2 separate regions of the Hordeum vulgare genome follow, and region 2 is linked to region 1. The links are chromatin contacts, called in public Hi-C maps. All regions are on one chromosome and are shown on one strand. The core of a region is the stretch at or near the end of the contact, and the rest is flanking DNA. Distances in the headings are between cores, read along the strand shown.

Region 1 (7,239 bases), core at 2,203-4,702:
GACCAGTCATGTCAGGCGTGAATACGAACCGAGCTGGTGTAGCCACTGCTCCACCGCCCACTGGCGCAGAATTCGTTGTGTATCTCAATAGGCAGTCAACCAAGGGCTTGGACCGCTTGTTGACAGCCTTGAACACTAAACTCTCTCCCAGGACAAACTCAACTGGTGAGGGGACGTCAATATTGCCCTGGAACAAGGTGTCCAGCAGCATCTTTACGACGCCGCACCATTCCTGATCGACCGCAAAGGACAGGAGCCATCTAAATCTTGCAGCAAGAAAACCCACAACACGATGTTGTTGTGGAGCCTTGGATGATGTAGCTCGTGAGTGGCTCCGTTGAAGAAGCCACCCTATTTCATGTAGAAACTTCAAGGCTTGGCTGCGAGAAGCCATCAGATCTTCTCTTCCTTCCAAGACATTAGCAAATGCAAATATATTCAGTTTTTCCTCCAACATTCGAATCTCACAACATATAGATTCTTCAGCGACAACGAAGGGAAATGAAATGCTGCTCTGATCATAATCTTCAACCTGGAAAAGGAACCAAGAAAGTACGTAATTTAAAAAGGGAAATGAGGATGTATAAAGAGAGACAACTGAAAGAATGTAGAAGATAATTCACCTCTATGAACCCCCTTCCACTTGTACTAGGGAAGGAGCAAGAAAAGGCCAGACATTGAGGCCCTTGCTGAACCGCAGTATCATCTTGTAGTTTTTGTGTTGCTTCTTGGACTAAATATTTCCCACCAAATATACAAAGTAATCTGGAACGAGTATCATCATTATTGTCAGTGAAATAAAATCAAGGTCAGGTCAGTGCAGAGTGATGCCTGGTACATACTTTGTGGTTGGTTGAGCTATGTTGAAGCCTCTCACTGAGAAGTTTGCCGTCGACTTACAAGAAGCCGCAATGGGAGTTACACACAGTATCTGATGCTTGTCACCTATTACAGGTAGCCATGGACACACCAACGTAAGCCTGCCTGCAAAGAAAGGGAAACCACAAACATAGGAAACTGTTGGTTGTGTACATATACAGATAAAAATAGGGAAAAAAAGGTGTAAAAAGAGAAAAATAAGGCAAACGAACCATTGCAGCTTAATGTCAGGCGGTCCTGCACCCTAGCATACAACCATCCTGTCTCCCAGAAACCATGAGTGGATATGCTAATAAGATTTTCTATCCAAGGAGCTGGATCGACATTAAGCTTTAGGGAAATTCAGACAAAAGGAAAATAATAGTAAGTAAAGATTATGCTTCTCTATCCAAGGTTCATAGTTCAGGTTTTGCTATTTGAATTAGTAAGTAGTTTGTTCACTAGTAACCAGCTTATTTAAACACTAGTATTTATATAACACGGCGCTACCTTATGCCACATCCAGTTAGGAAGACGAAGGTAAATAGTTAGAATTACACAACCAGGCCTAATATAGCTCTCCATGTCACTTGGATAATGTGACAGCCAGTTTAGGACCTGCAGATCAAAACAATTTGATCCAAAAATTCAGAAGAGATAAAGTTGTCAAGAGAGGCACTATTTACAATCTGCGTACAATAAATGACCTGTGTGCGTAGATCAGCAGGAAAATCATTTGGCTGTTTACCAAAGAGCTTAAAGACAATTTTATCTGTTCGGCTCTGCAAATGTTTTGGAGCATGAGAGATGCTGTGGCTAAGACGCAGTTAGTCAGCAGGAAACCCAAGAGAATCAACCTAAATAATGTACCTCATCTTCCTCGACATAAGTGTCATTCAGATCAAAATTCCGCGCACGTCTTTTCATAGGAGGCTCTTCTGGGGACACATGTCAAGTGGTGCACACATCATTTAATTTCAGAATGTGTGCTTATTTGCCTTGTGCAACAGCAGCAGCAGCATCAGTTAATCAAAGGCTATTTACCTGCAGGAACTGGTGGTCCACTTTGATTACCAACATAGTTACCAGCATTTGATGATGTTGCATCCTTTAGCATATCTTGACATGCCTGTGTGCCAGCAACAGCAGCAAGGTTCTTCAGAAGATTGACCAAGAAATTCGGACCATTGATTTGCTCAGACGAGCTAGCAGCAGCTGCGACGACATAACACTGAGGTTATATGAGCATGGATCGATCGCATATGGACAGGTAACAATCAATGTGTACCACTGTACTGCACATAGAATTAATCCGAGAAACTTACAATCTTGTCCAGCGAGTTGTCTCAGTAAGAGGAGTAAGGTATTGGTTAAGGACTGATTTTCACTCGAGGAACTCACAGCCTGGGCCTGGGCTTTCCTCCTCCTCCCATTATGTTTTTCTAGACGTGAGCGGCAGCTCTTCTTCCCTTCATCAAATTCTTGAACAAGGTGAAACCTAGAACAAATGTCAAATGATTTCCCTTCAAACCATAACATGAAAAACTTGATACGAAGAAATTTATTGCTAACTGACCTGCTGCACTGCTGGCAAAACCGATGCTCTATGTTTTTGATACGAACAAGAGTCGACTTGGTGTGCACCTCACACACCTTGTGCCTCCTATGGTAGTCCCTACCGTCGCGGAGATCCGCGTGGCAGCCGTCGACTAGGCAAGATGGAGCAGAGCTGGAAGATGCACCTGCTGTTGCATTCGCAGGTCTCTCTTCTTCGCTGATCTGTCCTCTCCGAACAGCAATCCTTTCATGTGGAGGCTCCTCGGGGTTATCCACCGTGGAAACTCTCCTCCTCCTCCTCCTGCTCTTGTCAGCAGCACCAAAACTGCCCCCTTCCTCAGCCCGCCCGAGCTCCCTGCTGCCGCACCCCGACGGCGCTTCCGCGTTTGACGACGGTGCGGCCAGGAAGAGGTTGCCGTCCCATCTCCAGTCGTTCAAATCCCACTCGTGGCCCTTCTTCTTCTTGTTCTTGAGCCCACTAGACATTCTCGCCAACCCCCCTTCCCCTGTTCTGTTCTAGGCACGAACAGCCAAATATCTCGAAATTTTTCAACTAAATTCCCCAACTGTACATATGCGTAAGCGCTGCCGGGTTAGTCATGCACAGGCCACCATGCGCGACCGGACTATCTTGCTATCTTGGAACCGAATCGTGAGCTCAGAAAAATCAGTCAAGAATCAAGGGGAGGCGAAGAGTGGGGATTGGCAGAACCTGGGGCGAAGTATCCTGGGCAGGCAGGACCTCCCTGCGCCGGCGTATTCGCATCGGGGAGGCCTCCTTTTCTTCCGCCTTAACTGGCGCTTGGCGGCTTCGTCTCGGCTTGGGAGTAGGACAGTGACACCACGCCATTTGAGCCTTGGAAGAGCAGGACACTCCTTTGTCTTTCATTCAGGGGGGTGGAGATGGGCCGGCAGGACGGCTGCCGGTGATGCTTCGGCTGAGCCCGTGCGCTCTCCTTCTGCTGACGCCTGTGAGGGTCAACGCCTGCGCGCCCTCTTCGGCGAGGGCAGGTACTAGGCGTCGGTCGACCGATCGGTGCCTCCCACACCACACGATATGCTGCGTTTGACGACCGTCCATCACACTTTTTCGCCAACAAAAAAGAAAAACAGCTCGTACCAGCGAGACCCCTCTCCCATCCCCACTACCCAGCGTGCTCGCCCACCGCAATAGTGCATCTTGGCTAAGAACATCTCCAACAGCCGCGCAATCATCCCACACCTTAAAAACAGTTTGGCATGTTGAAATAGTGATTTTTAGCACGCCGGAGAGTGCTGGCTCCAGGGGTCGCCGTAAAAAATAGGGTGCGCGAGCGCTCTAGCAGGCGCGCTAAACTACAGCGCGCGCGAATAGCCGGCGCTTGCAATATGTTCATTTTTGACAATACGGTGATATTACAAACATCAAAACAAGAGGAGATGTCCGCCGCCTTGTTCTTCTTCCCGGACACCTTGCCCGTCTTCTCCATCGCCACATTTGGGAGTTTCGAGAGGGGGGGCGCGTGGCTTCACGACGGGCGCCGGCACGACGCCACCTGCCGCCGAGATCGTCTGTGGCGCCATGAAAAGACCACGCGCAAGACCGGTAGTTGAAGGAGCACCGACGGAGGCGAAGCCAAAGCTTCGCGTGCTAGGGTTTGCGCGGCGGCAGCGGCGAGGTCGCGGGTGTAGGGAGGGGTGAGGGGATGTCCACGCGGTCGTCCATCGGGCGAATTCGCCGACAGTAGCGCGGGCGGAGCGAAAGCGGCGCTGTCGGAGAGGATGCGGCGCGGGCATTCGAGTGTGCCGCGGGAGCGGATAGACGAAATAAAACGGCGTGTGATGCCATTTCGCCCCGTGCGCTGAACCACTTATACCGCGCACGCTTTTTTTTGCCTTCAATAGTGCGACCGGAGCGGCTGCGCGCGCAAAAAACACAATTTTTCCAGCGCGATGTTTATATCGTGCGGCTGTTGGAGATGGTCTAACAGGACCGTTGGCTTGGCTCACGACAATGGTCGTTAGAACACCGCGTCCTGAGTTCATAGTGGTGGTTGTCATGTCATAGTCACCGGAACGCGCTCCAGCTTGTAGCAGTAGTGGCACCACAACTTCCTTGTCACACTTTGATCGCAACATCGCCAATCACTAGTTGTAGCAACATCGTTCAAATTTGCAGCATGGTCGTCGGCCGTTGGCCGGTCATAGCATAGATGTGTGCCATCAACTCGTAGCAGCTGGCGTCGCCGCTTGTTGGGCCATGCTTGCTGCTTGCAGTATCCGTTGATGGGGTCACCGCACTACCATCGGCGATCTCGTCACTATGGCTTGCAGCATATGACGTTACTGATTGCACCACTTAGCGATGTCGGATGTAACACTAGGTTGAACGTGTTGCATATCAACACCATGTCTAACTACTATCTCTGCATGTCCCATCACACGATAGTGGAGATACCCCCCCCACTACCACCCCACCTCATTTAATTTTCCCGGCCCGCCACTCATCACACCGATATAGAGCCTTCTATAATCGGTGTTATATAATAAGTACTATAGTTATCCGTCTGGGGGCGCGCCGACGAAAAAATCGGCATAGGGGGCTCGGTTCCCAGTCGCTCCCAACCGTTCTTTTGAAACAAACTTGGCCTAAATTCGGCCAAAGACAACTCAAATTTGAAGGAAAAACATAGTTTTCATTGATATTTGTACAAAATTGAAATAAAAACATAATCTAAAAAAATTGAACGTTGCCACCCGCTGCCGACGCCACCTTCTACATGTCGAGAAGCTTGTAGAAGTTGGTGTAGTCACCGCCGTCGTCGTCCTCCGGTCCGTCGCCGTCCTTGCTACACCCCTGCTCTGGGTCGAAGTGGCGAACGGGGTTGGAAGGTCCGCGTGCTGATGGGGTTGTACCTTAGGGGTAGGCCTACAGACCTGCTTCCTTAGGCCCACCTAAGACCCCTTACGGACATCAGTGTCCTACATGTTACCGTTGAAGCCTCGACCTCACTCGGTTCGATGACCGCCACACGGCCTGCTCAGAGTCACTCGGCCCGCTCAGAGTCACTCGGACAACCTTGCGTTAGTCGGACGCATCTCGTCACTCGGCCCAGAACAAGGTGAAGGAACCGAAGAGGCAGCAATGGTTAAGGACTTAATCCACCACATGAAGTGAAGTGAAGACCAACGTTACCAGTAACGCCACGGGTTAAGGTTGTCGTTTCTAGTAACTTCCCTCTTTATTATCATTTATTGCCTTGTAATGGAGCTCGGCCGGTCGTGGCAGCCACTATATAAGCCACTCCCAGGCACCAACTCAAGGGTTCATCACTTGTAATCTTTTACACCCCCCCATAATAAAAGACCAACCATAGGGCTCGAGACGTAAGGCTATTACCACTTCTGAGTGGGGCCTGAACTAGAAAATCCGAGTGCATCCACTGCGCCTAGCTGGACTTCGCCCCTTAATTTGTACCCCTGGTACTTTTGTCAGGATCATTCCCACGACAGTTAGCGCCCACCGTGGGGCTGCGCTTCTAGCAAATTCAGCGCAGTTGGAGATTTTTCACGCTTTCGTCAACATGATGACACTCGGCGGAGAGATCCTCTTCGGTTCCCTCAGCTTCATCGTCGATGACTCGGCGTGGCTGCAGGATGCGCCACTGGACACCGACGCCCTCCCCGCGCGAGGTGCGTCACATTTCAGCACAGTAGCGCACGAAGTCCTGACTGGCAGCCATTGGTGTCGTATCATTCGGCATCGCCACGACCCGATGCCGTCCGCCACAAGCACTCTGGGAGCTCGCGGATGCAGCGATGGATCAAGCACGCTATGGCCAACCAGGCCATCTCCGGACAGGTGGGCATGCTCAACTCTGATGAGCCCACTGCCAGCCTCTTCCCTTCATCGAGCGAGGGGTCACTTGATGACTCCAATTGCGACAGCAGCAGGGGTGCATCCGAGATCCTGATGGCCGACACCAACAGGGGAAAGCAACCCCGATCACGCCGTGGAGAACTCTCTCGAGCGTGATGGCAGGGAGCGTCGCCACGGCGATGGCAACCACCACGTTTCGCAGCCGCTCACCAAGCAGCAGCGAGAGGAACTCCGGCGGAGGAACGGCCAAGTCCTTCGCATCCCCATCACCGGGAACACCCCAGAGGAGATCGCGCTGGAGAACGCGCGACTGGCCAACCTGGCCGAGCGCGAGCGCCTCGAGCGGCTCCAGCGGTCACTCAACGCTCGGGTTGTGAGGGACCAGTCAAGCTCCAGTCGCAGCCTGATACGTCCATTTTGCATCATGTTTTCATGTTGATATTTATCGTTTCTTTGGCTGTTATTTCACTTCACGGTACTATTCTTATGCCTTTTCTCTCTTATTTTGCAAGGTTTACATGAAGAGGGAGAATACCGGCAACTGGAATTCTGGCTTGGAAGTGGAGCAAAGTTGAGATACCTATTCTGCGCAACTCCAAACGCCGTAAAAATCAACGAGGATTTTTTTCCCGATTTATCAAAAATACTGGGCCGAAGAAGTGCCAGAGGGGCGCCAGGGGGTGGCCACAAGCCTGCACGGCGCGGCCACCACCCCAGGCCGCGCCATGGGGGCTTGTGGGCACCCTGCTGGCCCACTTGCCCCCTCTTTTGCTATATAGAGGGTTTCGTCCAGGAAAAAATCAGGGAGGAGCTTTTTCGTGGTTTCGCCGCCGCCACGAGGCGGAACTTGAGCAGAACCAATCTAGAGCTCCGGCAGGACGATCCTGCCGGGGAAACTTCCCTCCCAGAGGGAGAAATCGTCGCCATTGTCATCACCAACACTCCTCTCATCGAAGGGGACTCGT
Region 2 (7,239 bases), core at 2,433-4,932, 490 kb before region 1:
CAGGGCGTCTCATATACAGCGCCAAGGTGTTAAGCTGGCGGGTTACAACTCGGATTCACCGAGGTAAATAGCCACAGCACCAAACAGCTGAAAACCACAATTGGTGATGCTTGCAGCACATTGCTCTAATATTGTCTCGCAAAAAGGGACTCGGATGTTTCTTCATGCACAAGGTGCTGGCAGTGCATTCAAGGAGACGACTTCAATCAGTCGCCTGCCCTGTGAAAATTCCCATCGTATAGCTGTCCTGTGAAAATTCCTGCAAGTAAGGCACAGATTAGCAAACACAGGGTGGAAAGGGGAAATTGAACATGTCAAAAAACTGCGTCAGAATTCAAGGTATCAAAATCTTACAAGTTGGCTCAATCGAACTTCAGCATTGTTGTCAGGCTCAAGATTTGCATTGTCTGAAGGGCCCAAGTCCTTGTATTCTTGCAGATCTTTCTTCAAGTCCTCTACTGGCAATTGGGCATAAACTGCCAGGCGAGGCTTGATCGAACCTGGTTCATCTCCATCGCCGCACGAGGTCTGGCTCTGCAGGAACTCGTCACAAATGGCCAAATTTTCTGCCAGTTGCTGAGAATCTAACAGAAACTGGGAATCACCTTCCCACAAGTTTGGATCTTGTGATGGGGGATTATCTCCATCCTCGGGTTTTTCAGAGGATGGATAGACGGCATTTTCTTCAGCAGCTTTTTCTTCCATGTTTATTTCACAATCTCCGTTTTCCTGAATATCAGTTATTGGCTTCATTATTCAGTTACCTTAAACACTTCCTATGTTTTGTTTGCTAATTCAACTTGAGTAAGAACGTAATGAACAGAAATAAAGTGGTATGAATAGGCAACTACCTGATAAGTATTATGTTCATGGCTATGAAGGGCTTCCTCGTCAGCATTATATTCATTATTAAGAAGAACCTCTTGATTACTAATACTACTAATCCGTTCATCTTCTTCTTCCATGGTTGGTTCAGGGAGGTCAGGGAGATATCCTTCAGCTACTATAGTTTCCATCACATCTGTGTTGGTTAACTCTAGTGCACTCTTTTCTCCAGGCTTAGATTGTTGCTGGAAAAATAATTTGGAGACAACATATTCTCCATTCTGCTCATCTTCGCCAGTGCCTAGATGATATTGATGCATCACCCAATTAGTCTTCTTAGGCTTCCCACCCTTCACGGTACTCATATATAGCACCATTATTTTCTTACAGCCAAGGTGCTGTCCATCAACTATTACTGGCTTTGTCTTGCCTGTTTTGTGCCAGCGAACATCGGCAAGATCACCAGTGTTGATCTTTCGACGCTTCCTAGTCCCAGTGTTATATGCTTTAAATGTTCTGTGGAAGAAGTGTGATACACTTCCATCTTGTTTAACACCTGAAAAGGATGAAGTCAATTCAACAGTAATGCAAAGCACCAAAGCAGAGCAGAGAAAAACAGATTAATAAATTTCTCAAAAGCACAGTTCTATTGCCAAAGCTATAAAATAGGTGCTTTATAAAAGAAAGTGAAGTCCCCGTTTGAAAAAAAGGACCGGAACTGAACCAGTGTAGAATGTTCCTGAGTGACATATGTGTAAAGGTAATATATTGAATGAAAAGAATAATGTTATCGCCAACACTGAAAATAATGCTAGATTTAGTAGAAATGCTGGGCCTTGGGTCTGACTGAAAAAGACCAGATAGTAAACACAGGAAGATGTCTGGGTACTTCAAAGATTTAAACTGAGGGGAACCTGGAAGTTTCTGTGGATGAGTGTAGCAGATACCATCAGCTTCCTCAACTGTTGGAATAAATTCCTCAATGAATGGGTGAGGTTGAGAACCTGCTGCGGCATGTTTCGCAAGCAAATGCCCAAGCAATTCCTGATCAGACGGATCAAACTTTACACCCTTTGGCAAACCAGGCCACTGGTGAACAACCTGTAGAAAAACCTTAATTAATCAGGGTTGCAGTTTACATTACACCTTATAGAACCTTAATGGGCATTACTAATCAACAATACTTATCCATAGTCCCGAAGTGGGAAAACTCAAAAACTTTAGAAACAATATATTCATATAACACTTGATCTGGAACATGAGAATCATAAAGTCACAGAATTATAACAGAATCTGTTCCAGCTTTAGGAAGAAGTGATTGCCTGATTAACATAGACCAATGAGCAGAAGGCTGGATAAAGATAAGAGTAATCGCTCAAACATTAATTATATAGTTTTTTTTTCCTAACCCTCCATTTAAAATAAGCATGAATCAGCCATTCAGCCATACTAACAACAAAATGCAAATGATATACACATGCACCACAGCTAGTTCAATTTTACATAATAGAAATGCAAATGCACAACTCTTACGTCACTGTTATCAATGATGTGGCTGCAATTCGGGCACTCCTTAGTTGGGTTGCTCAACCATTTTTGTTTACTGAGATCCCGTGACCCAGATACATTTTTTATTTTCGAAGCAATTCTTTGGCTATCGATTAGCCAGGATGTCCTGCAGAAATTATTAGCAGTAGAGTCAAGACAGATGGATACAGAAAAGTTGTTCTACAACTCCAACAACATTATCACAACTTCAATGCATATTTATGCACCTATCAACAGCATTATAACCACAAAAAGGAAGAACCAAAGGCTGACACAAGAAAGGGGATAACTTCATTAAACATATCCAGTCAATCTTTTAGAGGTACAAAATGAACTTAATTTTGAATCTGGCAAGAACACCGAAATACAATCAATATGTACCGCTAATGCATAGTTCCTCAAAATATCTTTCGTGCTAATATCGGTTAAGCATCTCATTTACAAAATACAGGACCAAATTCAACTACACTGCTGGCTTCTCGCTACGGTGTAAATCCAAATTAAAGCACTGCTAACCAGAAGTCAGTTCGAAAGAAACATTTTTTTTACCCAGGAACCATGACACTGGCAAACTAACGACCACTAACAATGACTGAAGTCAGTTTTGCATGCGATGCTAATCGGATAAATAGAAGAAAGCGTTGGAAAGTGATCTTTAATTAGTCATGCTGAAAGCCATCCAAATGTTTAAGATGGACACAACAGCAGAGAGACGATGACTGCCTCCTTTGAAGTAACATTTCCACTCTTCCTTCCGACCAGAAGCGTATGTGTCTTTAACTTGCTATATAATAATAAGGACAAACCAGAACATGCCTTTCATGCACATCCGAAACAAGAACATGTTACATTCACATAACCTAGCCATTGTCCTTCACACTGAGCCTCATAAGCAAGAAAAGAAGACGCCTTTCGATCCAAACCCCTTGGCGGAAAGATCGTTTTTAACTGTAAAAAATCCCACGACTCCGACGCCCAAATCGTGCATCCATTGAATCGCAAAAATTAGTGGCGACAAGGGGATACTGATCCCGCAAGCCCCCAGACCCTAAAGGGCACCCCACCGGAGCTCGGCACGAAAAGGGAAACAGCCGGCGCCTCCTATCCCGACCTAGGCAGGCAGATCGCATTCCCCCGCGGCGGGTCGAGCCATCGGAGGAGCGCGGCGCGGGCAAGCGTCTACGCGGTCGGATCGAGGGGGGGCGACGCACCCGGTCATGGCGGCGGCCGCGCGCCCGGCGACGGGCGGCGACGTCCTAGGGTTCCGGCGGGGGGCGGCGTGTGGAGCCGAAGCGGAGAGTGGTGGGATTGTTTTTTTGAATCGGAGTTGACCACGGGGCGCACGCGGTATACTACTGCACCCTGAGCTGAGACACGGCGCGTGGACGTGGATGGACGGTCCTCGTCCGTCCGATGGCGCGTGGACGGTCGGGGTTGGGGCGCGGTGCGTGGTCTTGGCCCACGGGGACGGGTGCTCCGGGTGGGTCCTGCTTGACTGTGTTACTCTGCGGGGTTGACTTGGTCTTCAGGCCAAGTCGGTCGCTAGGGTAGGACGGTGTATGATGCTCTGTGCGTCGCAAACTCTATATCTCGCATAAAGCGAGTGATTCTTTCGTCTCATTTCTACGGAGTATTATTGTTTTTCCTTCGCTAGTTCATTCGCCATGCTCGGTGGGTTGGTTCGTTCAGGTTTTTTTTAGTTTTTTTTCTTTGTTATCCAACGTTTTCTTTGTTGTCCCTTTGCTTTTCATAAATTTTCATCCTTTATTTCCAGGCTTTTCCCGGTTTGTTATCTTTTCTTTCTTTCTTTGCTATTTATTTATTTATTTATTGGATTTCATCTTTTTTGTTTTTTATTCCTTTTGCATTTGTTTTATTTTGTGGTTTTTTGGGTATATTCTGTTTTTTTGTTTTCTTTACTAGCACATATGTTCGTGCGTTGCAACGGAAAACTTGATGTGTCAATCATCAATTGTAAAGTTTGTAAAAGTCACCAAAGCATTTTATTTAAACTCCCAGTATTTCTCCGATGAGAGAGACATAAGTATGTTGGTCTAAATCTCTTCTCTATCTTTATTATATTCAAGTTTCTGTTTAACTAAAGAAGAGAAAAAAAAAGTGAGAGGGAGTCCAACCAGCCCAACATCAGATCCAATATCTATCTTCATTTTATTCAAGTACCTATTTAATTAAAAAAGGGATTTCAGTGACTTTATAATAAATTAGAGGCCCACGTTACATCAACAAACAATAGCCCATTCATAAGCATGGGGCAACTTGCAAGGGCATGCAGCTGGCCCAACCTAAACTTTCAGGGTCAGGCCCAACTAATTTCGTTAATCCTAAGCCAGGGAGATCGATCCCATCCCCACATCTCATCTCTCCCTCCGACTCAGAGCGCCTCCAGTACCGCCGGCTCGCTCGTCCCCAAGCAACTTCCACCGAGGAGTTCCCCCTCCTTGTCAACCGCGCCGTCAACCCCGGCCCGCCTAAACCTTCCTGCCTTCCTCTTTGTTCCTTCTTTTTCCTCTCGTTCTCTCTCCTTATGTAACATCTCTCTCATTTGTTACTGAACGCAGGACGCCGCTGCCTGTACCAAGTCCCACCGTCGCCAGATCTGCCTCCACCGGACCGGCTCCATCCAGATCCAGCTGCCCTCGTTTGCGCCTCCCGTAGACGCCGGACCCGGACTGTGAGATGCACCGGAGTGGTAGCGCTTGGTAACGACGGGATGTGCGCAGCCCGACACTGCCTAAGGGGCTTTTTTAAAAAACGAAACATTTTTCAACTATAAACAATGGACTGCGGGTTTATTCAGCCAAACGACAGGGACTTTTTTTGTAAAAATGTCGCGGCGGAAATTCCGACAGAAGCGATAGCCGCTTTATTATTAGGTAAAGATTTCTTTTGCATTACATGTCAACAACATTTTTAGAATACATATTATACTCTCTCTATTCCTAAATGTAAGCCATTTTCGAGGTTTCACTATAGATTACATACCGAACAAAATGAGTGAATATATATTCTAAAGTATGTCTTATACATCTATATATACTCCATAGCAGAATCTATTAGAAGACTTCAAATTAGGAACATAGAGAGTACAAATTTCATAAATTCTTTATACACGGTCAACCTTTTCTCCATACATATTTTCAATAATTTAAAATGCATGATTAGCATTTCTTATATACAAAATTAATAGTTTTTAATATATACTCAACAGTTTTTCTACAACACTAATATTTTTTTCCCAAATGCTTGCTTAATATTGTTTAAATGCAAGATTAACATTTCCTAATAGATAATCAACTTTTTAAATGCACATTTAACATTCTCATATATTTGATTAACATTTTCTAAATGCAATATCAAGAAATTGTGAACACATTGTCAACATTTTTTGAACACTTTTAATGTTTTTCAAAAGCTTGATTAATATTTTACAAAAAAAAATAATATTTACAAAAAAACATTGATTAACATTTTCATGTGCATATTTTCATCAGTTTTGAAAACATAGTCAACCTTTTTCCTATACACATTTAGAATTTTTTGAATAATTTTTCAAGATTATTTCAAGTGTTTGATTAACATTTTTATATACATGATCAAGTTTTACTCATAGTTTTTCAATTCATGATCAAAACAATATTCTATACACTTTTAATATTTTCCAAATGCTTGCTTATTTTCTTTAAAACTTGTTCAACATGTTTTTCAAATACTTCATTAACCTTTTTAAACACATGATCAAATTGTTTCATATACATTTGTTTTTATACATTTTTCATATACATGATAAACATCTTCTCTATACACATTCAACATTTTTAATATGCATGGTAAACATTTCTCAAACGTTTTGTGTAGAGTGATTTTTGTAATGTATTTATGCAGAATATTTGTTTGTACAAGCAAAAGATTAAAAAAGCAAAAAAAAAAATGACACCCCTCCCCCCAAAAAACAGGGCATTTGTTTTCCCACGCGCATGGGCTGGCCGAACTAGCGGCACCCAACCATCAGCAGGGTTCCCACTGCCTCGCTGGATGCGAGACATAGAGACGCCCTCTGTGTGTCCAACAACCGCTTCACAAAGGATGCCTCTGAGTGGCCCGCTCCAAAGGAGGGATAGAACTTGCGACATCCAAAAAAAAATCCCTAAAAAGAAAGAGCAACTAAGTGGAGGTTGTCCGGTTTAACAAAAATGAAGGTTACCCCTTGCGTGGACCTTCAAGGGTTATTTTTGGTTGCCTGGAAGCATGCCGAGTGGTGCGTCCAGCCGCCCCATATGGCAAGCGCTCGGCGCTCTCTCTGAATTTTGTTTTAAAAAAATTGTACACATTTATGAGTTTTACATGGAATTTTCTCAGGGTTTTCGGTTTTAGTTTGGTTTTCCCAAGGTTTTAGATGGAAACAAAGTTTTGCAAAAAAAATTAGTTAAAAGAAAAAACCATCGCATCCACGAGAAACACATATTTGCTTTTAAAAAATTATGTGTTTCCACGAGAAACACAAATTTGCTCTCGTGAAAAAACAGTTGTGCTACTCAGAAGAAGAAGAAGAAAATCTTTCATGGAAACACATATTTGCTTTCATAAGAACTAGAGTTGTGCCACTTAAAAAAAAAATCCGTGCTTCCACGAGAAGCACATATTGACTTCTCATGAAAGTAAATCTATGCTTTCACGAGAAACAAAAGCACGATTGTGCTTTTCTAAAAAAAAAGTTTTGATTTCATGAGAACAACACATTTACTTTTCATGAAATCACAATTTTGCTTTCGCTAGAAGCATCCATGAAAAAAGGGAAAACATGCGCTCCAAAAAAGTTAAACGCCTCAAAAGTGCTTCCAGTCTCCG

The links. Hi-C and Micro-C count contacts between places; a contact is called where the count stands out from the background.
Region 2: a Hi-C map of leaf shows a contact between it and region 1, with 4 times the contacts expected there. The contact joins the promoter of LOC123410534 here to the promoter of LOC123407139 in region 1. A contact is called at or near these places in 3 of 6 Hi-C or Micro-C datasets (leaf and seedling) and 1 of 1 datasets of contacts at active chromatin or transcription factors (embryo).

Annotation. Positions count from the first base shown.
Region 1 is chr7H:116,734,463-116,741,701 of MorexV3_pseudomolecules_assembly, reverse strand. LOC123407139 (squamosa promoter-binding-like protein 1) reads right to left here and starts at 3,452. Exons shown (of 11, transcript XM_045100207.1): 1 at 2,435-3,452; 2 at 2,184-2,356; 3 at 1,903-2,073; 4 at 1,729-1,793; 5 at 1,566-1,640; 6 at 1,369-1,476; 7 at 1,092-1,209; 8 at 843-984; 9 at 624-765; 10 at 1-532. The coding sequence starts at 2,901.
Region 2 is chr7H:117,221,592-117,228,830 of MorexV3_pseudomolecules_assembly, reverse strand. It overlaps LOC123410534 (SUPPRESSOR OF GAMMA RESPONSE 1-like), which reads right to left and starts at 3,682. Exons shown (of 6, transcript XM_045103483.1): 1 at 3,585-3,682; 2 at 2,359-2,500; 3 at 1,740-1,926; 4 at 852-1,381; 5 at 355-729; 6 at 1-259. The coding sequence starts at 3,592. The coding sequence ends at 203.